Linked DNA regions of Mus musculus: all the other regions are linked to region 2. Evidence: chromatin contacts called from public ChIA-PET, HiChIP or PLAC-seq, capture Hi-C and promoter capture Hi-C data. All regions are on one chromosome and are shown on one strand. The core of a region is the stretch at or near the end of the contact, and the rest is flanking DNA. Distances in the headings are between cores, read along the strand shown.

Evidence for each region. Promoter capture Hi-C pulls out the DNA fragments that hold promoters and counts their contacts. ChIA-PET counts read pairs in DNA pulled down with a chosen protein or histone mark. HiChIP or PLAC-seq counts read pairs in DNA pulled down with a chosen protein or histone mark. Capture Hi-C pulls out chosen DNA fragments and counts their contacts.
Region 1: a contact with region 2 is called in an RNA polymerase II ChIA-PET map of effector CD8 T cells, with 29 read pairs. The contact joins the enhancer-like site here to the promoter of Reps1 in region 2. A contact is called at or near these places in 1 of 39 promoter capture datasets (hematopoietic stem and progenitor cells), 1 of 15 datasets of contacts at CTCF or cohesin (the NIH/3T3 cell line), 11 of 115 datasets of contacts at active chromatin or transcription factors (CD8 T cells, bone marrow-derived macrophages, cardiomyocytes and 7 more) and 1 of 9 other capture datasets (adipose tissue).
Region 3: a capture Hi-C map of macrophages shows a contact between it and region 2, with 4 times the contacts expected there. The contact joins the promoter of Txlnb here to the promoter of Reps1 in region 2. A contact is called at or near these places in 6 of 39 promoter capture datasets (the 3T3-L1 cell line, the SN4741 cell line, cranial neural crest and 3 more), 1 of 15 datasets of contacts at CTCF or cohesin (the NIH/3T3 cell line), 4 of 484 Hi-C or Micro-C datasets (B cells, the HL-1 cell line, embryonic stem cells and 1 more), 3 of 115 datasets of contacts at active chromatin or transcription factors (bone marrow-derived macrophages, memory CD8 T cells and microglia) and 3 of 9 other capture datasets (adipose tissue, liver and macrophages).
Region 4: a contact with region 2 is called in a promoter capture Hi-C map of neural stem cells. The contact joins the promoter of Hebp2 here to the promoter of Reps1 in region 2. A contact is called at or near these places in 4 of 39 promoter capture datasets (cranial neural crest, embryonic stem cells, hippocampal neurons and 1 more), 5 of 484 Hi-C or Micro-C datasets (cerebellum, cerebral cortex, embryonic stem cells and 2 more) and 1 of 115 datasets of contacts at active chromatin or transcription factors (stem cell-derived neural progenitor cells).
Region 5: a contact with region 2 is called in an H3K4me3 HiChIP or PLAC-seq map of bone marrow-derived macrophages, with 5 times the contacts expected there. The contact joins the promoter of Nhsl1 here to the promoter of Reps1 in region 2. A contact is called at or near these places in 20 of 484 Hi-C or Micro-C datasets (CD4 T cells, the G1E-ER4 cell line, adipose-derived mesenchymal stem cells and 10 more), 3 of 115 datasets of contacts at active chromatin or transcription factors (bone marrow-derived macrophages, large pre-B cells and stem cell-derived neural progenitor cells) and 2 of 9 other capture datasets (embryonic stem cells and macrophages).

The regions. Positions count from the first base shown.
Region 1 is chr10:17,769,527-17,773,960 of GRCm38.p6, forward strand. No RefSeq gene overlaps it. Among named protein-coding and RNA genes, the nearest start is that of Txlnb, 24 kb to the right of the region's middle. Within about 2 kb of position 3,130, at least 126 of the 459 cell types and tissues checked have an H3K27ac peak or open chromatin away from gene starts, as enhancers often do. A contact at or near this core is called in CD8 T cells, adipose tissue, bone marrow-derived macrophages and 5 more, where this site is marked.
Region 2 is chr10:18,053,197-18,057,736 of GRCm38.p6, forward strand. It overlaps Reps1 (RalBP1 associated Eps domain containing protein), which reads left to right and starts at 2,744. Exons shown (of 20, transcript NM_009048.2): 1 at 2,744-2,919. The coding sequence starts at 2,767.
Region 3 is chr10:17,794,393-17,798,574 of GRCm38.p6, forward strand. It overlaps Txlnb (taxilin beta), which reads left to right and starts at 1,827. Exons shown (of 10, transcript NM_138628.3): 1 at 1,827-2,029. Gm20655 (a long non-coding RNA gene) reads right to left here. Exons shown (of 5, transcript XR_871470.3): 2 at 1-4,182.
Region 4 is chr10:18,543,440-18,547,470 of GRCm38.p6, forward strand. It overlaps Hebp2 (heme binding protein 2), which reads right to left and starts at 2,637. Exons shown (of 4, transcript NM_019487.3): 1 at 2,255-2,637; 2 at 1,639-1,774; 3 at 826-1,006. The coding sequence starts at 2,356.
Region 5 is chr10:18,406,357-18,410,681 of GRCm38.p6, forward strand. It overlaps Nhsl1 (NHS-like 1), which reads left to right and starts at 1,319. Exons shown (of 7, transcript NM_173390.3): 1 at 1,319-2,158. The coding sequence starts at 1,957.

The DNA of each region.
Region 1 (4,434 bases), core at 1,880-4,379, 280 kb before region 2:
ATATTAACTTCCTTCTCTTTAAAGACAAAAAAGCCTGCCTGAATAAGCCAGGCACAGTGGCACATACCTTTAATTCCAGCACTTCACAGGCAGAAGCCAGCCGAGTCCATATAGTGAGGTCCAGGACAGCTCAAGCTACACAGAAAGACACCGAGTCTCAAAAACAAAACAGCAACAACAGCAACAACAAAATGTTGCCTAAATAACACCTTTTGGCTAGTGAGTGAGTCCCTGTGTCCTCTCAAACACACGCATGACACACATGTTGGAATTCGTAAATTCTAGAGTTTAAAATTAGATCACAATTTTTCCTAATTATCACCAGTTTTCAGCACCAATTCAGTCTTCATTTAGGTTTTTGCTTTTCAACAAGTTCTGGAACCACAAAGACTGTTTCCACAACGAACAAAACCATTGCTTCTACAGTTATGCCAATTTCAGTTGAAGCGCAACTGTGGCCTACGAGCTCAGCTCTCCTTCCCTAAAATGTTGCTATCCCGAAACCATATTGTTCTTATTTTCTGAAGACTAATCTGTAACAGACGCTCATCAGCTGGCTCACAGCCACATAACCATGAGTTAGTAGAGACATGTTCCTTTGTGTTCTATTTACACAATTGTGTGCTATTTGAATTTTTTTGCCATGCCTAGTGTGTTGGATCTTTCCTTTTTCTTTTTCTTCTTCTTTTCCTTTTTCTTTTTCTTTTTCTTTTTTCTTCTGTTTAATCTTCTTTGTTTTGTTTTTGAGACAGGATATCACCATGTATCTCCGACTGGCCTGGAATTCTCTATATAAACCAGACTGTCTTTCAACTCACAGATACTGGCTCTGCCTCCTGAGTGCTGGGGTTAAAGGTAACCTTCCCCAGCATGGGTTGGGACTTAATTAATACAGAGTTCTAAGCAAGGGAGTTGTTGACCTGCCTCTGGTGGTTTGAATATGCTTGGCCCAGGGAGTGGCACTCCTCATTGGAGTAGGTGTGGTCATGTGGAGGAAGTGTGTCACTGATGGGTGTGGGCTTTGAGACCCCCCTCCTAGCTGCCTGGAAGTTACTCTTCTCCTGTTTGCCTTTGGAACAAGATGTAAAACTCTCAGTGCTTCTAGTACTATATCTGCCTTGATGCTACCATGTTTCTTGCCATGATGATAATGGACTGAACTTCTGAACCTGTAAACCAGACCCAATTAAATGTTCTCTGTTACAAGCGTTGCCTTGGTCATGTTGTCTCTTCACAGCAAAGGAAATCCTAACTAAGACACCACCTATGATCTGTTTTTATATTCTCTTCACTGTCCTAAAAGTGCATGTCAAAGGGGGTGGCATTGGAAGATGGACTTTCTGGAGGCGATTGAGTCATGAAAATGGTGTCCTTTGGCAGGTCAGCACCCATATGAGAGAGCTATCTGACTTCTGCTAACATAGGAGAACACTGAGAAGGTACGGTCACAGAGTCAGAAACAGGTCCTTACCAGGTACTGACCTAACTTTCTAGTCTTCTGAGAAGCTGATTCCATTGTTTATCGGTCTCCCAGGCTATGTTGCCACATTATAACCGCTCAATTGGACTGAAATAGATTTCTTTTAAACTATATGGACTCCATTAGCACGCTGCAGACTTTTACATTGATATATTTTAAGTCCAGACTATTCATTCAACTTTAGATTCATAATTCAACTATTTAATGACCCTTTTACTCAGGCTTATAAAACTTTACCTGTCCAAAACTTATCCCTCCGTTATGTTCCTCCTAATATTCTCTACTTAAAAAAAAAAAAGTAAGAAAGAAAGAAAGAAAGAAAGAAAGAAAGAAAGAAAGAAAGAAAGAAAGAAAGAAAGAAAAAGAAGAAAAGGAATTTCAGTCAGGCATGGTGACACATACCTTTCATTCCACACCCAGGAAGCAGAGGCAGGCAGATTTCTGAGAATTCCAGGCTAGTTTGATATACATAGCAAGTTGCAAGTCAGCCAGGGCTACATAAAGAGGCCTTGTCTCAAACACGCTGGAGTTTTGTCCAATTCTTCTTTTCCTTTTTGATGCCACATCCAATACAAAGTCTTTTTTATTTTAATAACTTTTTTTAAAAAGATGTGTTTATTTTATGTATGTGAATACACTGCAGCTGTCTTCACACACACCAGAAGAGGGCAGCAGATCCCATTAGAGATGGTTGTGAGCCACCATTTGGTTGCTGTGAATTGAACTCAGGACCTCTGGAAGGGCAGTCAGTGTCCTTAACCACCAAGCCATCTCTCTAGCCCTGATACATAGTCTTGTTTTGTATTTAATACTGATGCAGAATTCAACCACTTAGCATGTTCATGACTACCATGCTGGGCCAATCTTCCAGGATTATTCAAATTTCTTTTGGTTGCTCATATTAAAGTTACATAAGCAACTGCTTCCCTGGCTACTCCCTTAACCGTGCCTATGTCATTGCCTCCAGTGAAACTTCATACTCCACTTGTTAGATTTTGCTCTTTAAGAAAAGAATAGTTCATGTTTTACTTAATTGCTTTGTTTATTCTGGGGTTTTTTTTGTTTGTTTGTTTGTTTGTTTGGTTAGTTGGTTGGTTTTTTTTTCTGGGTAGTATGCTCTGTTGGGACAGTCATTTAGTTAGGTTCACTTTCTTCTTCTCCTTTTTTTCTTGTCTGTCTGTTGAATCTCCCAGGAATCTTTGCTCACTGAGTGGTGATGGCCCCAAGATCGTGTTCCCTGAGATGATTATCTCTGAACATCCAGTTTCCTTATATTTCTTTCATCTACTTCTTCTAGATCTTTCTGCATTTTCAGCTGCTGAATCAAGACTTCAGCGAGAGGCCAGCAAGATTTTTAACTGTCATCTCAATAAGAAGCTCCGTCTTGGGGCCAGTCCCTAAGAGTGTGCTGTCTTAGACACACAGGAAGTCAGTCATCCTGTGCTGATGATTCGTCCCAAGATGACGTTCAGCTGCAGACTGGTGTGGGTAAGGAAAGCCTGTTAACGGGGAGACAAGTGTTCATCTCTTCATTTACTTGGATAGCTGTGATGAGAAGGAAGGCCGCTCAGCGCCATGCGCCATGTGCCACAGCCTGTCTGTCTCGGGATCTTTGCACAGCTGCATGTTTTCCTCTGGGTACTAGCTTACTGACTTCCGCTGCTGACTCATAATTTCTGTTTCCTGTTCAGTTTGCCACTGCTATGGCAAGTCTCGGGGCTTCCTTTTGAGTCAGTTCCCATCCTCTAAACTTCTGAATGGTTCAGCTTCTCTCAAAAATTTGGCCAGCATTGATTTCCCATGGGGCAAGCGTCCACAGGGAGATCTATCTAGTGCGCAACCCATTTTTACCTGGTGCGGTCAGAGCTTGTAGAATGTCTTGCAAAGCAAGACCTGTCCCAAAAGATGTGAGCGGGGCAGGTAGGTGGCGGTCGTCCTCTATTGTCATCTTAGGGCAAATTAGTCCCAGGTCACTTATTCTATGGTTTATTTAACTCACTGGGACATGAACACTGATTGAAAAACCCCATCTTTGTAGTTGCACACACCTTTAATTCCAACACTCAAGAGGCAAAGGCAAAAGGATTTGTGTGAGTTTGAGGCCAGGCTGGTTTACAAACAAGCTCAAGGACAGTCAGGACTACAGAGAGAGAGAGAGAGAGAGAGAGAGAGAGAGAGAGAGAGAGAGAGAGAGAGAGAGAGAGAGAGAGATGCTGTCACAACAAACTAACTACAATGTTAATTAAAATAAAACTGCCATCTTTGATTGCCTTATCCTAGTGCCAAGTGGTGAATGAGTGGACTTAGCACTTAAGTATAACTTTGTGTTCAGAAACCCAGGCGCAAAGCTTGTTCTAGTTTCCTTCAGGTTTCCTATGATGAACAGAAGCCAATGGCTTGAGCTGTGTCAATAATTTTCTTCTTTTCTTTTCTTTCTTTCTTTTTTTTTTCATTGTTATTCCAGTTCAGGACCACAATTTATAACATACCTTGCTCTGTGTATTATCATTTCAGGAAAGAAGATTTCTATCAAACTGCTTTATTTTGAATGTGGAGTTTGATTGGTTGGTTTGGTTTGGTTTGAAGATTGGACTTTACTTTAAGAAAATTCTAGGGGCTGGAGAGATAGCTCAATAGGTAAGAACACTGCCTGCTCTTCCAGGGGACTTGGGCTCATCCCCAGCCCTCACATGGCAACTTATAGCTAACTACAACTGCAGATCCAGGGGATCCAATGTCCTCTTCTAGCCTGTGTGGGCACCAGGCATACCTGTGGTTCCCAGACATTCATGTAGGCAAAACACATGAAAGCATAAAATAATATAAAGCTCTAATTTTTAACTCAAACCTATGCCAGTATTTTCCAGAGTCAGGTGATAGTATCTCAATGAGATGGCACAGAGAAACTTCTAGAATATCGTAATATGGATGGACCCTTGCTCACATCTGGGCTC
Region 2 (4,540 bases), core at 1,494-3,993:
GACTGCTGCATGAATGTATGTGCACCATCCATGTGCACTGAAACCAGAAGGGAGCATCCGATCCCAGGAGCTGGCTTTAAGGATCCCGTGCGAGGCTGTATATGTGCTGGGAAGGGAGTTTGGGTCCTCTGCAAGGGCAGCAAATGCTCCTCACTTCTGAGCCATCTCTCCAGCCCTTCACAGTATAACTGTGAACCCACTCACTGTGCTGGAACTTCAGACTCTCAGGACTGTAAGGGACAGGTTTATTTATGGAACGGCAGGGGAGGGGGAAAGGACAGATTATGAACTGAGAGGGACATTTCAGAGCTTAACGCTTGTACATGATGCGATCTTGCAATGACTTCAGATTTTAAGAGAGGCACAGAGCTGTAGTTTACTGAAGCTAGGAAGTTAGAGCCCGGGATGCTTTCTTAGCCCATCAATACTAAACTTCATTTGATCACTTGTGATTGAGGTACACCTGTATGTGACAGGCCTTGGAAGGGTGGTGACGAAGAAATGAAACACTTCTACTGAATAGAGAGCTAGTGGCTCAGGAGACTTAAGAAAGGGTACTGGTTTTAGAGTTGAGTAGGTTTAGAACCCTGCATCTAGATATTTAGTGTCATGAAACTTACAAGTTGCTAACACCATTTTTGTCTCAGTATCCCAAGTTTTCAAAAAAGGAAACCCTTGTCAAGCTCGTTTCACGGGGCTGTTGTCATCAATGGTGTAATCAGCATAAAATTTTAGAAAAATGAATATGTACAGAAATTCATATTTGGATATCAGCTAGACATGCAATAAGGAAAAAGAATTCAGGTTAAGAAGAGCAAACACAGCACAACAGCTGGAGATCAGGTGTTAGCGGGACTGTTCTCCAAGACGGAGCCCTCGGAACAGGAGAAGGAACGTGCAAATGTCTGTGTGAGGTTTCAGAAGGAACAAAGGCTTAGGGCAGGATAGAGCTGCTAGGCCATGGGGAGGTGGCAGGGGAAAAGAGACCAGTGACAGCAGGAATCAGTCCCTACCTCATTGAACCTATCTTTTAAAAATGCACACACACACACACACACACACACACACACATACCCAAACTGCAATTGTGAGTATGAATTGTAAGACGTACTAAGCACTATATGAAGTAGAGTAACATGAAAATATCGCCACAAAGTGGCATCTATAAAGACTTACATAAAGAGCTTCACAGACGTTCATTTAGATTTAGCCTCCAAAGGAGGCATTTGGTGCCAGAGTTCTTCTTTCTGTTTTCTGGGCTGTTTGAGATAGGGTCTAGGTTGGCCTTCTGTGTTCTGTGAGGCTGAACATGACCTTGAACTTCTGATCCTCCTGTCCTCTACCTCCCAAATGGCTGGGATTACAGGTAAGCACCACCACACTTGATCTATGCAGTGCTGGGAATAGAACCCAGGGCGTTGTGCACACAGTGCTCTAACAAATGAGCTATATCCCCAGCCCTCTATGTCTGCTCATTCTTATAATGATGTCCCCTTAATGGGCTCTATGTAACAGAGAATAAAAACCAAACTTGAAAAGCCCTCTGTGTAATCTTCCTTGGCTCCCGTTTCTGAAATACTTCATATTTAATGCTGACAAGGTCGCGGGCTGACTGGTGATGGTATCCCTTCACTAGGAAAGAAAAGGCAGGGGATCAAGAGTTCAAGTCCAGCCTGACTTCATAGAGTTTCAGGAAAGAAATACTTTTAAAAGATTAAAGGCTCGTTAAGGGTCTATGAACTCCAGAGACAGATGCAGATTAAGACTCCCCCCCCCCCACCCCCCAGAGGAAGGAAGGGATGGTGAGCAACAAGAGGGCCTGGAGTTGGCTGAAGGCCTACACAGGTTTCCCGAGTGGATGGCATAAACCGACAGTATTTGGTTCTCGGTGAAAAAAAAAAAAAAAAAAGGTGACTTTTTTTTTCTTTATTTCTATTTTTTCAAACTTGGTTTTACAGAAGACCCGGCTTGGGACCAGATCGAGTTCAGCCTTGGTTTAAGCGTCCACACCTGAGCAAGCTTCCCTGCTTCAGTGGACGGCGCAAAGCGATGCACTTATCCTCGTTAAGTGCAAACCGTTAGGAAATGCTGCACGCCAGAAGCTGCCGCACCCCAGCCCGCAGTGCGACCTGAACCCTCCGCGTCGCTGGGACGCCGGTCGGTCCCCAAGTGCCCCCAGCCTGGGGTCCTCGCGGAGGGCGCCCAGGGCCACTCGCCGCGCCCCGCCGTGCCGCGGGGCTCCGGCCAGCAGGGGGCGCTGCGGCCCGCTCTCCCGGGAGCGGCCGAGCCAGCCCGGTGGGTGTTTCTCTCTCTCTCTCTCCCTCTCCCTCTCCCTCTCGCGCTCTCTCCTCCCGGCCTCACATCCGGGTCTGGAGCGCGGCCGCCGCTGTCAGTGCCGGGCCGGGGCGCAGTCAATGGCGGCCGAGGGAGGCGGAGCGGCGGCCACGCGCAGCCCCGAGCCCCCGAAACTTTAGACTTCGGAAGCCCCACAACTTCTCGGAGGGGGGCGCGTGGGCGGAAGGGGAAGCCGAGGCGGGAAGCCCGAGGGACGCGGCCGAGCCCGGAGCCGCCGCCTCCTTTTCCCCACGCCGAGCTTGCGGCCGCGCACAGCCGCGCGCCACCGCCGCCGGCTGCCCCGGGCCACACGAGCTCGCGGCCCCGCGGGGAGGCCGTGCCGTGCGCAGTACCCCGCCGGCCGCCCCGGGTCGCGGGGCCGGCGCCCGGGTGGTGCATGCGGGGCGGGGCGGCCGCCGGGCCGAGGCGAAGATGGAAGGCTTGACGCTGAGCGACGCCGAGCAGAAATACTACTCGGATCTCTTCTCCTACTGCGACATCGAGAGCACCAAGAAGGTGGTGGTCAACGGGCGAGTGCTCGAGCTGTTCCGGGCCGCGCAGCTGCCCAACGACGTGGTCCTCCAGGTACCGCCGCGTCCCCGGCCGCGCGGGCCCCGGGCAGCGGCAGCGGGAGTGGGCTCCCCCGGGGACGGGCAGAGGCCGCAGGTGCGGGAGCGGGGTGCGCGGGGACCCCTGGAGGGGGAGGGCTCGCCGTCCGGGTGGGGGCGGGGGTCTGCGGAGCCTGCATCCCTCCGGCAGCCTGTGCACTGGAAGAGCAAGGTCCCGGGTCTCTCGGGTTGTGTGTGCATCCTAGCGTCTGCTGGATATGCCTACTATAGTCACATAGCTCTTCGACTCCCGCACAATAGGAAAGTTACGACTATAGGCAGGCAAAATGCCATATGGATTTTTGAGCGAGCCGAGCAGACTCGATGAAGTGAGATTTGTTACGCTTAAGGTATCCAAGAAGCAGGTGGTTTGGGTTTTTTTTTTAGGGGGGGGGTTGTTTTGTTTTGTTTTAAATTTAAGGAAGCTGTGTTCTTAGGGGAGACTAAGAAATTTGAACTTCTGGCTGATACTTGGCATGTAGATAGATGTGAAAAGAACTTGGTCGTAGAATGGGTGGCCGGTGGACAGTATCTTCTAGTGCCCTTCCCGGGAATAGTCAGTGGAGCTTGTGGGTTTGGTTTGGGATTTATTGAACAGCTGGAATCAGACAGCGGATAGTCTCCTCAGTCTGTAACTCTGCCACTCGTAACTCTGTAGCAGCAAGGGTAAACCTTCTTTGTCGCCTGTTTTAGAAGTGCTAATATTTGTGATGAGCATTAATGCTACTGCTTAATGATTCATAGCTGCTATAGTAAGAGCCTGTTTAAACTGTATGGGAGGAAGGAACCGTCTTAAGTTTTCATCCTCATATTGATCCCAAGCCAGTTATCCAAATCTCCAAACACATGGAGATGGAAGTGGATATAATGCAGTGGAAGCAGAATATTGGGCCAGAGGTTTGATTTTACTTTGTTTTGAGACAGCTTATTGCTTTATATCCCAGACTAGCCCTGAACTCAGGGTCCTGTTGCCCCCTCAACTGCTCAGGTGCTGGGACGTGGGTGTGGGCTGGGCCAGGAGTCTCCAGGCTTTTAGAAATCTCATCACTCTGCCTCCTCAGCCTCCAGTTCTCTGAGGCCCATCTTAGAGTGAAAGTCAGTTTTCTTCTAACAGAAACCCTTGTGATATAAAAATTTCTACACACACCTCGAATATAGACAATACCCGAGTGCCTACTGTGGTTTAGGGAGTGAATTCTTTCTCACTTTGCTTTTGTTTCATTTTGTCATTTTTTCTTAACCCTGGGGTGTGGTGGGGAAAGGTGAGTGTTTTAGGTACCAGGGAAGGATAAGAAAGTCTCAGATCTGTGCTGCTGAAGAGGACAACATAGTGACAATTTTAGGCTTTCCCAACAATTCAGATTCTGTGTGGATTCACTGTTTTTGTTTTTATGGCCCTCTTACGATGAGGAAACCAGGTTTAGCTTGGGTTCACACAAAACATCCCATAGTTTGCTGATGGGTTAAATGATATGGGGCTAGTGTCTAATGGATTTGGTACAAAACTTACAGGTTCTGGACAAGAAGCCCCCCATATTCTATTTTAGCTCATGTCTTTGGGGTTCAGAGTTAACTGGAAATGACTTTGTCATTCTAAT
Region 3 (4,182 bases), core at 577-3,076, 260 kb before region 2:
ATTGATGACACAGAAACATACCTTCACAAAATGTACCCTAACAGTACCTTATTTAAAATTGTTTAGAACTGATCTGCACTTGGAGATCTGATTGAGTTGATTGCTCCAATCCAGGATGTGCTGTCTTCTGATTTGTGGTGTTAACCGAATATTCACGATGTGAGGATTAAGGAGAGAATATTATTTTCTTTCACCAGTTTCATTGTGTTTGCCATGAAAGGCCCGAAATTAACCTGTAAACCCCAGTTGCCCAAGGACCAGGTAACTTCCGGGAATGCTGGGAGTTGTAGTTCTCAGAAAATAACAAAGCCTCATAGGAAACTATGATGGCCTATAGGTCATCCTTATAAATCCCTGCTACACAGGCTCAAGGCCATTCCAGCTGAGAAACTCCAGGGAATGGTCCTGATTAAAGTCGAGGATTTGGTGGTCAGTATTTAATATTTAATAAAGCTAGCTTTAATTTGCCCGGAGCTGGTGGACTTGGGGTTTTTTCTCTGGCAAATCCCAGGATTAACAGTCACTGCAGTGTCTCTGTCAGAGTTTCTCCTTCTCAGGCTGCTTCTTCCCATCATGCCTTTCCTGCACCCCTTTTCAGCCCTTTCTGTGATTGTGACTTACAGCACCCCGAGCTCAGGAAGTAGGGAAGCACTTGGGAGTGGGGTGCACGTTAGCTTCCGTTTCATTCCCTTTAACAATCTGACACTGAGGTAGAGGCTTTTTAAAAAACGTGAACTTACTCCTTTACAGTGCTGGAGGTCAAAGTCCAAAATGAGTTCCATGGGGTCTGAGGTGAAGCTGTTGGTGTGGCTGCATCCCTCTGGAGGCTTGAGAGAAGAGTGTTTTGTTGCCTTCCCAGCTTCTAAGGCTTCTTATGCTCCTCGACGCAGGACCTTACTCCATGACACACCCCACTTAGATCGACAGATCTGATCTGATTCTCAGCCTGCTTGCCTCATTTATAAGGACTCTGTGATTAGTGGTCACCCTCAGATCATTCTAGATGACTCTCCACCCCACAATCCTTGACCACATCTGCAAGTCCCCTCTACACGTAAAGTGCCAGATTCAAGGGCTGGATGTCTTTGGGGTGACTAAATTCTCAGAGATGCTGTGCCAAGACTAAATCTGTTTTGGTAAAACATGGAAATACATTCCCCAGAAAGCTTAAGGCACCCATGAATGGCTATGAGTTAGGAGGAAGCTAACAAGCTAATCCTTGTTTCTTTTACACAGGATATTAAGCCGTTCCTCTGACTGTCCTGGAAGTCACCATATTGACCAGGCTGGCCTTGAAGTCACAGAGAGCCACCTACCTCTGCCTCTAGGCCCTAGGAAGGCATTTTTAGGATGAACAAGCTGATGAGATGTCAGCTCTGGACACAGCACACATGCAAAGACTACCTAAACCACAGTTCCAAAAGCCACCTAAATGTGCATTTCAAACTTTGCAAAAACAATAGTAACAACCACAAGAAAGCAGTGTCCTCAGAATTAGTGTCTCTGCCACTTCTCCTGTGCTGTGCCACACCGCATCTTTGGTGGTTCCTAAAAGAAACCTGATACTAACTAATCCAGGGTTGAATCATAAACCCCACGGAGATAAACCAAGAAATAAAAACACTCCTGATGTGTTCCAAAATAACAACAATGTCAGAAAACCGCACCAGGAGGCCATTCATCTGGGTTTGAATTTTAAAGAGGGCTAAACATGGAGAGTCTCACAATTCACCAGCTGCTTTTCTTTCAAAGGATACTCCCCTGGCGACACCTACTGAAGCACAGGCAGACTTCTTTCTTGCTGCGTCACGGGTGTTTCCTTCCCCGCCCCCTCCTTTTGTGGGCGTGTGTGTGTGTGTGTGTGTGTGTGTGTGTGTGTGTGTGTGTGTGTGTGCAGTTTCTCCCTCCTTGTAAGAACTCAGCCCTGCTGCCTGTTCCTGCTGCTGCTGCTGCTGCTGCTGCTGCTCCTCCTCTGACTCTACCACCTCTTTCCTCTCTTTTCTCTTCCTGCTTAGCTCCCTTCCTTCTGGTAAGTATGACAAACACTTCCCCAAGCCCTGAGGGGCAGCCTGTAGCCTGTAGTCTGTAGTGTTCAAAAGTTACAGACGCCAGCAAATGGTAGAAGGGCTTTCCATTGTTCAACTTCACAAGACAGCGGGTGGATCAGGAAGGGATGGTGCGTGTGCGTGTGTGAGCAGCCACAGCTAGCACAGGGGAAACATTCCTCCTTCCCGGAGGGGCACAGAGCCAATAAAGTTTGTAAAAGACAGATTTTAGAGTTTCTTTGTGAGAAGAAACTTTGCTACAAAAAGGACGATTTTAAGGTTCTTTGACTTTGTTTATATTTGGTTTTCCTTCTTGTTAGTTTGTTCTGAGGTGTCTTAAAGAAGTAAATTGTCCTCTAAACAAAATAGGTTACTGTTTTAAAAGAAGGTTGGAGTTTGGAGATACTGCACATCAGTGGAGCATTTGAGGTGCTGAGACTGACACACACACACACACACACACACACACACACACACACACACACATCAACTAATGTGGAACAGGAATTTAAAGAATATCCATAGACCTAAGCTTGAATAGATCACGTGAACATTTTCATGTAGCCTAACCACAGTAAAATGCCCGTGGACTGTTTGAAATAACTGCTTTGAACTTTGATTGACTTCAGATCTCACCCAATGATAATCTCCCCTACACTTAAAAGTTCACATATGGATTCAAACCAGTAAATGGTCACAATTTTTAGTCTGACTGAGAGCCTATTCTCTTGACTTTAGGGATGAAGGGCTAAATGTCAGAACTCATTTTAGAAGAACTTAAAATAACTTCTGGCAGGGCAGCAGGTGACACGTGTCTCTCTGTGTGCTTGGGGGAGGCAGGAGTTATATATAGCAGAGAGCATGGCGAGCGGAGGTCAGGCTCTCGATTGCAGTGGTGGAGACGCAGCCACATTGTGTGATAACCAAGTGATTGAATTAAAAGGAATGACCTTCCTCCTAAGTCCTGGGGGAGCCACAGGTGGGTGGGGACTGTCTCCACACTGTGTCTTCCACTCTCGGGTTGGCAGTCAAGTGTTCAACACCTACTACATTCAAGTGCTTGACACTTGCCCTAAAAATGAGCCAAGGAAGCTATGCAGTTGATAACACAGCATGTTTTTGTTTCCACTGACATGCCAACACAACCGCACGACCCGTGAAGCTAGGGAACGCTGCCATAGTTTTATGCTATTAGTTAGCAGCATAACTATTGCGTTCTATTTGTAAACAAAACGCACCAGAAGTTAAACCCTAAGCCAAATCTCTCCGCCCCTCAGCATGGTAGGAGCAAAGCCCGGAGTCTCTAATGCAATGTGCTGTGTTGTTCCATATTTCCCAGAGGCTCTACTATTATGTGGGTGTTGTTGTTGATGTTGTTGCTGCTGGGAGACAGGATTATATAGCAGAGGCAGGCTAGGGACTCTGTGTAGCTGACAATGACCTTGAACGCCTGACTTGCCTTCCTTTTACAAATAAGAAGTAGACATGCCCCAGCATGCCTGGTTTGAGTCCATATTGCATTTGAATTATTTTTCTAGCTTAAGATATACATTGCTATGTCTTAAAATTCTTACATTTTCCTAGAACTTTTTAAGTTAGAAAATTATCATCTTTTTACTTCAAAGATGAAGTCAGTTTCTAGAGTAAAAGAATGTTATAGAAATTTAAGGAGTTAGTATTATATGTGGGCTGGCGAGATGGCTCAGTGAGCAAAACTGCTTGCTATACAAGCGTAAGGATTAGAGTTCTGATCCTGACAACCATGTGGAAACTTGGATGCAGTCAAATGAGCATGCAATTACAGTGCTGTTAGGGACAGAGGCAGGAGGATAACTGGGGCTTGCTGACTGCCATCCTAGTGCCAGGTTCAGTGAGAGGCTCTTGTTTTAAAGGTAGAAGATGGATGTGACACCAGACATCCTTCTCTGGCCTCTGCATGTACACACACACACACACACACATACACATATGTGTGAAAATACTCATACACATATATACATATGAAAATATATTTCTAAGGATCATCATCATTCATTCATATTACTGACTTATTTATACATTTCTCATTCCCTGTTTTAATTAAAAAACATTAATCTGAAGTTCAAAAACCCTTTTTTTTCTGATTGATAATTGCATG
Region 4 (4,031 bases), core at 1,387-3,886, 490 kb after region 2:
ACAGCTAGAGAGAATTTGCTTTGAGATAAGTCATGCTTTGAGTCTCAAGCCAGATTTTATTTGAATGTTATTTAAATGAGTCTTTTGAGTCAATGCTGAAATAGGCTAAGATTCTAGGGCTGGTAAAATGTGACTGGATGCATTTTTGTGAGTGAGAAAGACACAAAGTTTCTTCAGTTAGGAACAGAATGCTGTGGACTGAATGCCTGTCTCTCTCAAATTCATATCAAACTCCTAATCACAAATGGGATAGTTTAAAGAGCCTCTGGAGGGTGGTTAGATCCTGGGGGGGACTGAGCCCTTAAGAAAGGAATTATCACCCTTACAAAAGAGGGTCAAATGTGCTTATATGAATCAGGAAATGGCCCCTAGCCAGTCACTAAAACTGTAAGTGCCTTGACCTTGAACCTAGCTTCTAGAAAGAACTACAAAAAGCAAACTTGTGTTTGTGGTAAGCCACAGAGTCTATAGTATTCGTTGTGCCTGCCCAAACAGACTAGGACAGACACCATATGCTGTTTTTTGAAGGCATTATTGTTCAGATCTATCTATTTTGTAGGAAAGGATAGTCCTATGTTTCAAGTGATACAATTTGTGCTATGTTTTATATGTGGAAGATATATAATAGACTTCTCAATAAATGGATTCTATCTTGCAATAGACTTCAGTGACATTTTAAAACCAAGACAGCAGGAAAACATCCTGAAATCTAGTAGACGGTTCTTATGGAAGGGTGAGATGCTTGTGGACTGGTGAATGCACACAGGTAAAACCAGCAGCCAGCAGGCCGGCAGGCAGCATGGCTGTGAATTATCTACCACTTACCGCACGAACACCGTCATTTCAGCTCTGTCTTCAATGAAGACATCTGACTCTGAAGGCCTGGGTGGATCGGGTTGCTGCTCAGAGGGGATGTACAGGGAAATCGTAATGGTAGACTCACTGAAAGGACTTGAGCCGGGCTCCACGTAGCTTGTCACGGGGGCTGTCAGCTTGATTTTCATCTCTACGTCATGGAAAAAATGAAAGCAATTTTAGCATATTATGGCTGATGTTTCTTGATTTCCTTTACATTACCACTATAAATATGTACCCTTGATATGTCTCATCTTTTTGTTTTTGTTTTTCTTTTATAAAGGGGTAGTGGTAGAATGACACATTACTCTACATTAAACAATTTTCTGTAGTGTTTTCTTGGGTTAATAAATTCTATATTTTTAAACATAAAGAAGAAATCACAGAAAACATGGGCCAATTATTTTTCTCTATATCTCAGAAATTGTGGTCCTAAGGCGAAGAGACTTGCAAAATTACACACACACACACACACAACTTGAGGCTCATGCCCTTGCATTTTCCTGTCCCTTGATATCACTATTAGAGGCATTTGGCACAGGAAAGGACTTCTCCCTAGGTAGAGTCCCATTTCATCTAGGAAAAAAAAAAAAAAATGAGGAAAGTATAGACCTTGACAAGCAGAACCCAGCAACACTCTACTGTAGCTACACTAAAGTTCTTGAAGCCAATCGTGAATAAAAACATTAGAGTTTCAGTCATCTGGTTATTCGTCTATTACAAAACAGAATTCTTCAGGAGACTAAAACTCAGTAATCGCAGCATCTCGGAGGCTACTTTTACCTTTCTCATTTTTGCCTTGAATGTAGCCATTCAATTTTGTGAAACCAGTCTGGATGGCTGAATCCCAGTCCAGGGACTCCACGCAAGTGCTGACCCACTTAGCCGGTCCGTAGTGCCGGATCTCATAACTTCCTGGCTAAAATGGTACAGAGAAAACTTAAGAGAAGTAACTCATGAACTCATGAACAAGCAGCAACTCATGAACGTCAGGAGGTGAGAGTCCCCAATACAGGAGAGCTGCAACCCTCTCCCCCCAAGGTCTAGCCTGAGGTTCCCGTTCTTTAGGACAAGCATGGACTCTCCTGAGGTTTCCCTACGGGTTGGAGAGCAGATACTGCCCTAAGGACAGATTACAAGCTTTTCTTAAATCGAAGCGCTGGGTCTGTGTAGTAGTAACCAGTTTCTCCCTACCCCACCCGCTCCGCGGACAGGAAGTGGATGTATGACTCTCTCCTGGGGTCAGCTAAACAACGCATCTCCTGGTTCGCGCAGATCTAAAATAGTATATATATATATATATATATATATATATATATTTTAACTTAACTCTAGGGGACTCTTCATATCACGGTAAAGTAGCCCAGATGAATCTTTGCGGGCCCTGGAAGACGCCTACCTGGGGGTCTATGTCCTCCGGAGCTTTCCAGCTCGGCATCTCCAAGGCCTGATCCTCTGAGCCCTCGGCCACCCCGAGGTCTGGCTCCGGCTCCTCTGCCATGAGTAAGGGCAGCTTGGGAGGGGCGCGCCCTGTTTGTGTTCACCGGCCACCCTGTTCTGAGTCCCCTCCCCACCGGCGCACGCTCGGCCCTGCAGCCCTTACTGCGGGTCCGTAGGACATTCTCGGTCTGAGCCACAAGGCGGCGTCGCGACCAACCTCAGGCTTGCGCCAGCCCTGGCCACACCCCTCTGCAGGGATAAGGTCAGGATCAGCTAGCTGATCAGACTGATCAGGATCGGCCGGCTGGCCCTGGGTCATCTAGGTCCTCTGCAGAGTCCCTCCCACCTAGCTGATGTTTTGCAGAACTGGATTGTGGGCAGTGGTGGGCGGAGGACTGAGCAGCTCCTAGCTCGGTTTCTGTGGAACCAGTCCGGGCACCCATTCAGGGAGCCTCTCCCTACATTGAAAACGCTGCCAGCGCCTCTGCAAAATCAGCTTCCTCCCCACCCTCACAAAAGAAAATCGCCTGCCCCAAGACTTCGCAGCGGAGCTCCAAGACCTCTAGCAGCTAGCACTCAGGACTCTGACTCCTGCTGCCCTTAGATCCTGGAGTCCAAATTGGGATCCGCAGACTGATTTATACTAGAAGGGCAGCCAGGGCCCACAGTTTTCAGGTTTGCTCAATGTGGAAAGTCAATGGAGACCCAGCATCTTTGGGGAGAGCAATGTGTGTGTGTGTGTGTGTGTGTGTGTGTGTGTGTGTGTGTGTGTGTGTGTGTGTTGTGTCTTGGGCTACTGAAACCATCTGAGTCCTCCAGTCAGCCCTGGAGGACGGGCCAGAGCACACACTAGTGCTCTTTAGATATTTTGGCTAGGCTTCATACTTTTTCCAAAAGATTTATTGAAATAAATTTATATATAATTCATCTCTTTTTTCTTTTAAAATGTTATACCGATATACAATTTATCTTGATCATATCCACCTGCCCCTCTCTCCCCTCAACTCCTGAAACCCCACTCTCCACCCCACCTCCACCCCATCACATCTTCCTTCCAAAATTCTTTGAGTATTTATTTAGCTCACTGGATTCAGCTAGTTCAACTCACATGCACTTAGGCTGGAGTCTATCACTGAGGCACTGAAAACCCATGCTCACACTCCTAAAAAGAAATGAGTCTCTAGGTCCCAGCAACCCGTTACTGATAAAGAATTCTCAGGAGTACTCCAGAGACATCCCTCCCCCATGCTGGAATTTTTTTCAGTTTTATTTTTAATTACATGTATATGTTTTAACATACCTCTACTATTTAATAAACCAGGCATTGTGGTGTACCCCTGTAATCCTAGAACTGTGAGTTTGGAAGCAGGAAACCCAGAAATTCTAAGTGACCCTTGACTACACACAAAAATTGAAGCCACTTGCCCCACCCCCACCCCCTCTTAGCTATATCCGAATGCCTCAAAAACAGAGAATCAGTAATAATAGTAAAGTGAACTACTTAATGGCTTTCAATTATATTTATGGAGTTTTGCAGCAATTACAATGCTAGCCCATCTTTTAATGATCTCCCCCCTCAGCCTTTAGCATGTTCTAAGCCCCTGTGCTAGTTAGTTCTGTTTTGTTTGCTTTTTTTTTTTTTTTTTTTTTTTTTTTGTCAGTTTGGCATAAATCCGGGTCATACGTGAAGAGGAAACTTCAACAGAGAACACACCTGCCTTCAACAGATTGGTTTG
Region 5 (4,325 bases), core at 69-2,568, 350 kb after region 2:
TATAAATGTGAATTACAGTGCAGCTATAAGGAAGGTGTGGACAGCAGGTTAGAGAGACTTGTGCACGTTGTTTGGTGCCCATGCACTCTTAGAGGGCAGGAGCTCTGTCTTGCTAAGTAGAAGGCTCGTTCACATTTTTTCTGAGGTGCTCTTAAAAACTCCTCATTTTTATATTTTTAATTCTTTTTACTTCTTGTTTTCTTGAGACTGGATGTCACCTAGCCCAGGCTGGCTGCTCTACATAGAGTGGAAGTCAGTTCTCTGCATTTACCTCTTCAATATCAGGAAGATGGGTGTGCACCACTGGGCCTGGCAGCTCTATCGTCTCTGCACTTGTAATAATGGTCAGTGTAGACACATCACTGAAAATTAAGAGCTGAGGTAGGTAGGACCAGCACACCCAGTAGCCGAGAACTTCAGACCCCGTGCTGTCTGCTTCCCATCCCTGACCACTGCTCTGGCATGGGGTATGTGTGGGCTTGAGTTCATCTGTCTGTAACCTGAGGCATTTAGGCATCATGGTCTCTTGAGAACCCTTTAGCTTTTCTGGCCTCATTAGTGCTGACGGCTGTTTTCTCAGTTGCCTCTTCAGTCCCAGTGTCTTCTTGTGTAGCATGAGAGTCTACTGTCTTGGGGACACTTTGCTCTGGAACTTCTTCAGCGAACGCCCCAGCCCTGGCATGCTTGAAGAACTCCGTCATTCCGTCTCAGAGAGTCAGGGTAGACTTGAGACACAAAGTTTGCCTTTAGAACTGTTTGTTCTCTGGAACAGGGTTTCCCTGTGTAGCTAGCCCTGGCTCTCCTGGAACTCACCTTGTAGACAAGGCTGCCCTTGATCTAGGAGTTCCTCCTGCCTCTACCTCCCCATATTCTGCCTGCTGGCTGCAGAAGGGGAGGCAGAAACAGGTGCACACATGGCTGCGTTTCACCTTTGCTGAAAGCAGGAAGTGAAGTGAAACTGCTTACCTTATCCTTAATCGCGGCATTCCTTAACCCGTGTCCCCACCCCCACCCCCGGAATTCGGGACTAGAAACCACATTAAAAGCGCTTCTGGTGATCACCCTTTTTCAGAAGTGGGTCCAGTAGTCAGCAATCAAAATCTTTTTTGTGATCTGCAGAGAGACGTCTACGTTCTGCACAGGCTTGCTTTTCCATTGCTTTGCAGGAGTTCAGAAGTTTGAGCTACCACTGAAGTACGGTCTGTGGAGGGGCGGGGCTCTCTGTCTCCAATGAGGTGCCTTCAGTGTCGGGCAAGCCTATCATCTTTCGCAGGAGTGCTTACTCTGTAATCCAAGCGATAGCCACGCAGCCTGTTTTATTGTTTGTGGAGTCCTGCGGCTAGGAGCGCTTCCCAGACGGGAAGGAGGGCAAGTGGGCGGTTTATGATTCTTCCCTGGGCCGGGACAACAGAGCCGAACCCTTTGATTTCTCCTGAGTAACCTGTGTGGGTGAACTTTAAACTAGGGGCCTGCTTGACGCTGGATCTTTTTCTGCAGGGTGAGGAGTTAGCTCCGGAAGCCTGGCTGTCTGCCTTAAGAGGGAAAGATGCCCTGGAGAGGCGTAGGATTACCTTTAGGGATGCTAGCCATGCAGCCAAGAGTCGGGGTACCTTGGCTCTTCTTCACAAAGTCTTGGCAAGTGTGTCTGAAATGACTGTACTGTTTATTTTTCTAAAGCTTGTACTTCTATTTATTATTATTTTTATTTTTGCCTGAGGACCTCCCGCCAGAAATTGGTGCTACAATGTGTCTAGAGTAAACCATTTTCTTAAAAAATTTATCTTTAATCCTTCATTTTCCTTTTAATCGGGCACGCAGAAGCACAAAGCCTGCCCGACTCTCAGCGTTAAGAGGGAAGGGGCAGGCCCCTTTCAAGGATCCCGGCCAATTCTAAAAAGCCAGCATTTTGTTTGTTGGGCTGCCCTTTGTCTCTAGAGGATTTTGATGTGAAAGAAGATGAAAAAGGACGGCTCCTCAGGTTCCTTCGGAATCAAGGCAAGCCCAGGCTCCCTCTCACGTGCTGTGAGTTGGATAAATTTCTCCTCCCTGTCCAGGCAGACAAAGAGGCTGTTCCGCAGTGATGGAGAGCTGTCCGTTTGTGGGCACCAGGTGGAAGCCGATGATGAGAACTGGATATACAGGACCCAGCCCAGAAAAGGTGACTTGATTTTATTCTTAATTTAAACATCTTTTTAAAAGTTTGCTCTATAGAATTCTTTGTTCCTGCCGGTGCTTTCCTGTCACGTCCTCTCCTGCTCCATCAGGAGTTCCTTATTTGTTTTTTTTTGTGCTGGAGCTAAGTACCATTCATTTGTTTACACGTCTGAAATAAAAACTGCTCCGCCAAGATCCAGCTTGAGACCGTGTAGCCTTCCCAGAAGGTTAAATAGCTGTTGTTTGCCGCAGGTGCTCTCCCCTCTTCCCCAGTCCATGCTCGCCTGTGACTTGGATAAGTCAGTAAGACGCTGTCACCCCAGATGGAATCATCTGGTCTGGGCCAAGTCATGAGCTCTTTCCAGTAAGTGCTCTGACAAAGCTTGAGGGTTTGTGTCTTTTTGCGGCGTTCTTCTGAGAAGATGAATGGGTTTGGTGAATGTGTGACTTAGACAGGTGTTGAGTGTGACACGGAGGAAAATGGACACAAGGGGTTTACCTTGGCCAAAAGAGTTTTGGATTTCTGTCAAGTTCCTTGTCAGACCAGCGCTGGTGTCTGTTCTCAGGATTAGCATGTTAGACCCCCTGGAAGGTGAGGAAGACTATAGTCCTGCTGGAGGACATGGGCACATCCTAGGCTTTTATAACACTCCCTATTTTCTATATAGACTTTCTAACGTCTGCCTATTAGGATGTCTGGTGTAGGGACTGAACTGTTTAGCTCTGAAATGGTTTCTTCATTGGATGTTGTCCAGAGTTCAGCAGGGAAGCACTCCTGTGTGTTACAAAGGAGCCTAGGCCAGACACTGTTCAGGACTGACTTGTTTACTGTGTTCTCCCTTTGCCAAGGGAAACCTTGCTAGAACATCTCAGGGACCTATTCTTTCTTCCCTCTCTTTTGGGAACCCAAACTGCAGAAATGTAAGAATTAACTAACCTGCATGCTCTGGGTACACGGTCACTCTGTGCACTCTGAGGATTAAAACACAGCTCTTTTACAAGGACAATGGATGTTAACTGGATTGTGTTTGTCTGTTGAACTGGCAGAGGAAGGGCTGGTTAATATTTTTTAAAGATGCCAGCTATTGTATCAAGGAGTTGGTTGGTTACCAGTGGTCTACTCATGCTGAGCTTTGAAACCTGGCTTTGAGTTCACACTGTGTAATTACCAGTATCAAAACAGGCATTTGCTTTCTGGATGAAGCTGGGTAGTTCACATCTGGGAACTACTTTTCTAAATCAGGAATAAGCTGTGGTTTTGGTTATGTTTGAACCAGACAAGTCTGTAGGGTGGACACCATGGTGCTGTGGTTACAAGGGGGTACACTCTTGACTCCCTTTAGCCTTTGCCAGAAGTTGCTTCTCAGAACGTACTTTGCTTCAAACCAAGTGCTATCAGGTTTCTGTTGGAGAGTGTCTACGTGTGACCATGTGGCTTTCTTTAGGACTTTCACTGTCCATGGTTCATGTAAGTTAACATTAAAGGGAGAGACTGAATTTGTATGCCTTAGGTTTAGTTGGAAAGTGAAGCAAGTAGTGTATACTTGACTTGTAGAAAATAAAGAAGTCATTGTGGAGGGCAAGGGCAAGTTCTAAAGGAAGGCAGGACTTGTTTATTTACAATACGTGCCTTTTATCCCTTCATGTAATAGGGCACTGTAGCCTCCTGTATCTAAATGGGGGCTTACTACAGCATGTACATTTATAGGTTCTTAGAAATAATTGCCCCAGAGTAAATATTATCATTTTGACATATGGAGTTAGGGGAAATCCGTAAAAAGCTGCCTGTACATTACAAATCACAGAATTGCATTGTTTCCATGTTTAGCTTACAGAAGACAAGTTGGCTCTCATCCTTGACAGACTGTCCTAGGGGCATGCTCTAACAGTTGGTCTTTATTCATCATAAGCCTTTCCTCTGGAGAAATGTAGATGTGACATTTGTTTATGCTAGTAGATCAAAAGAGGAACCATCTTTAAGGAAAATCATGCAAGGTTTGGGTTTTTATTCTGATGAATAGCAAAGAAGCTGAATCTGTACTACTTGAATTAGCAGCCACTGCGGTGGGTGACCACTAAGATAGGGTCACAGATGAAAAAGCACCTAAGACTTACTGGTATGATGGGAGTGTGCGGTGACTTCCATCTCTAACTCTCAGAACATGAATAGG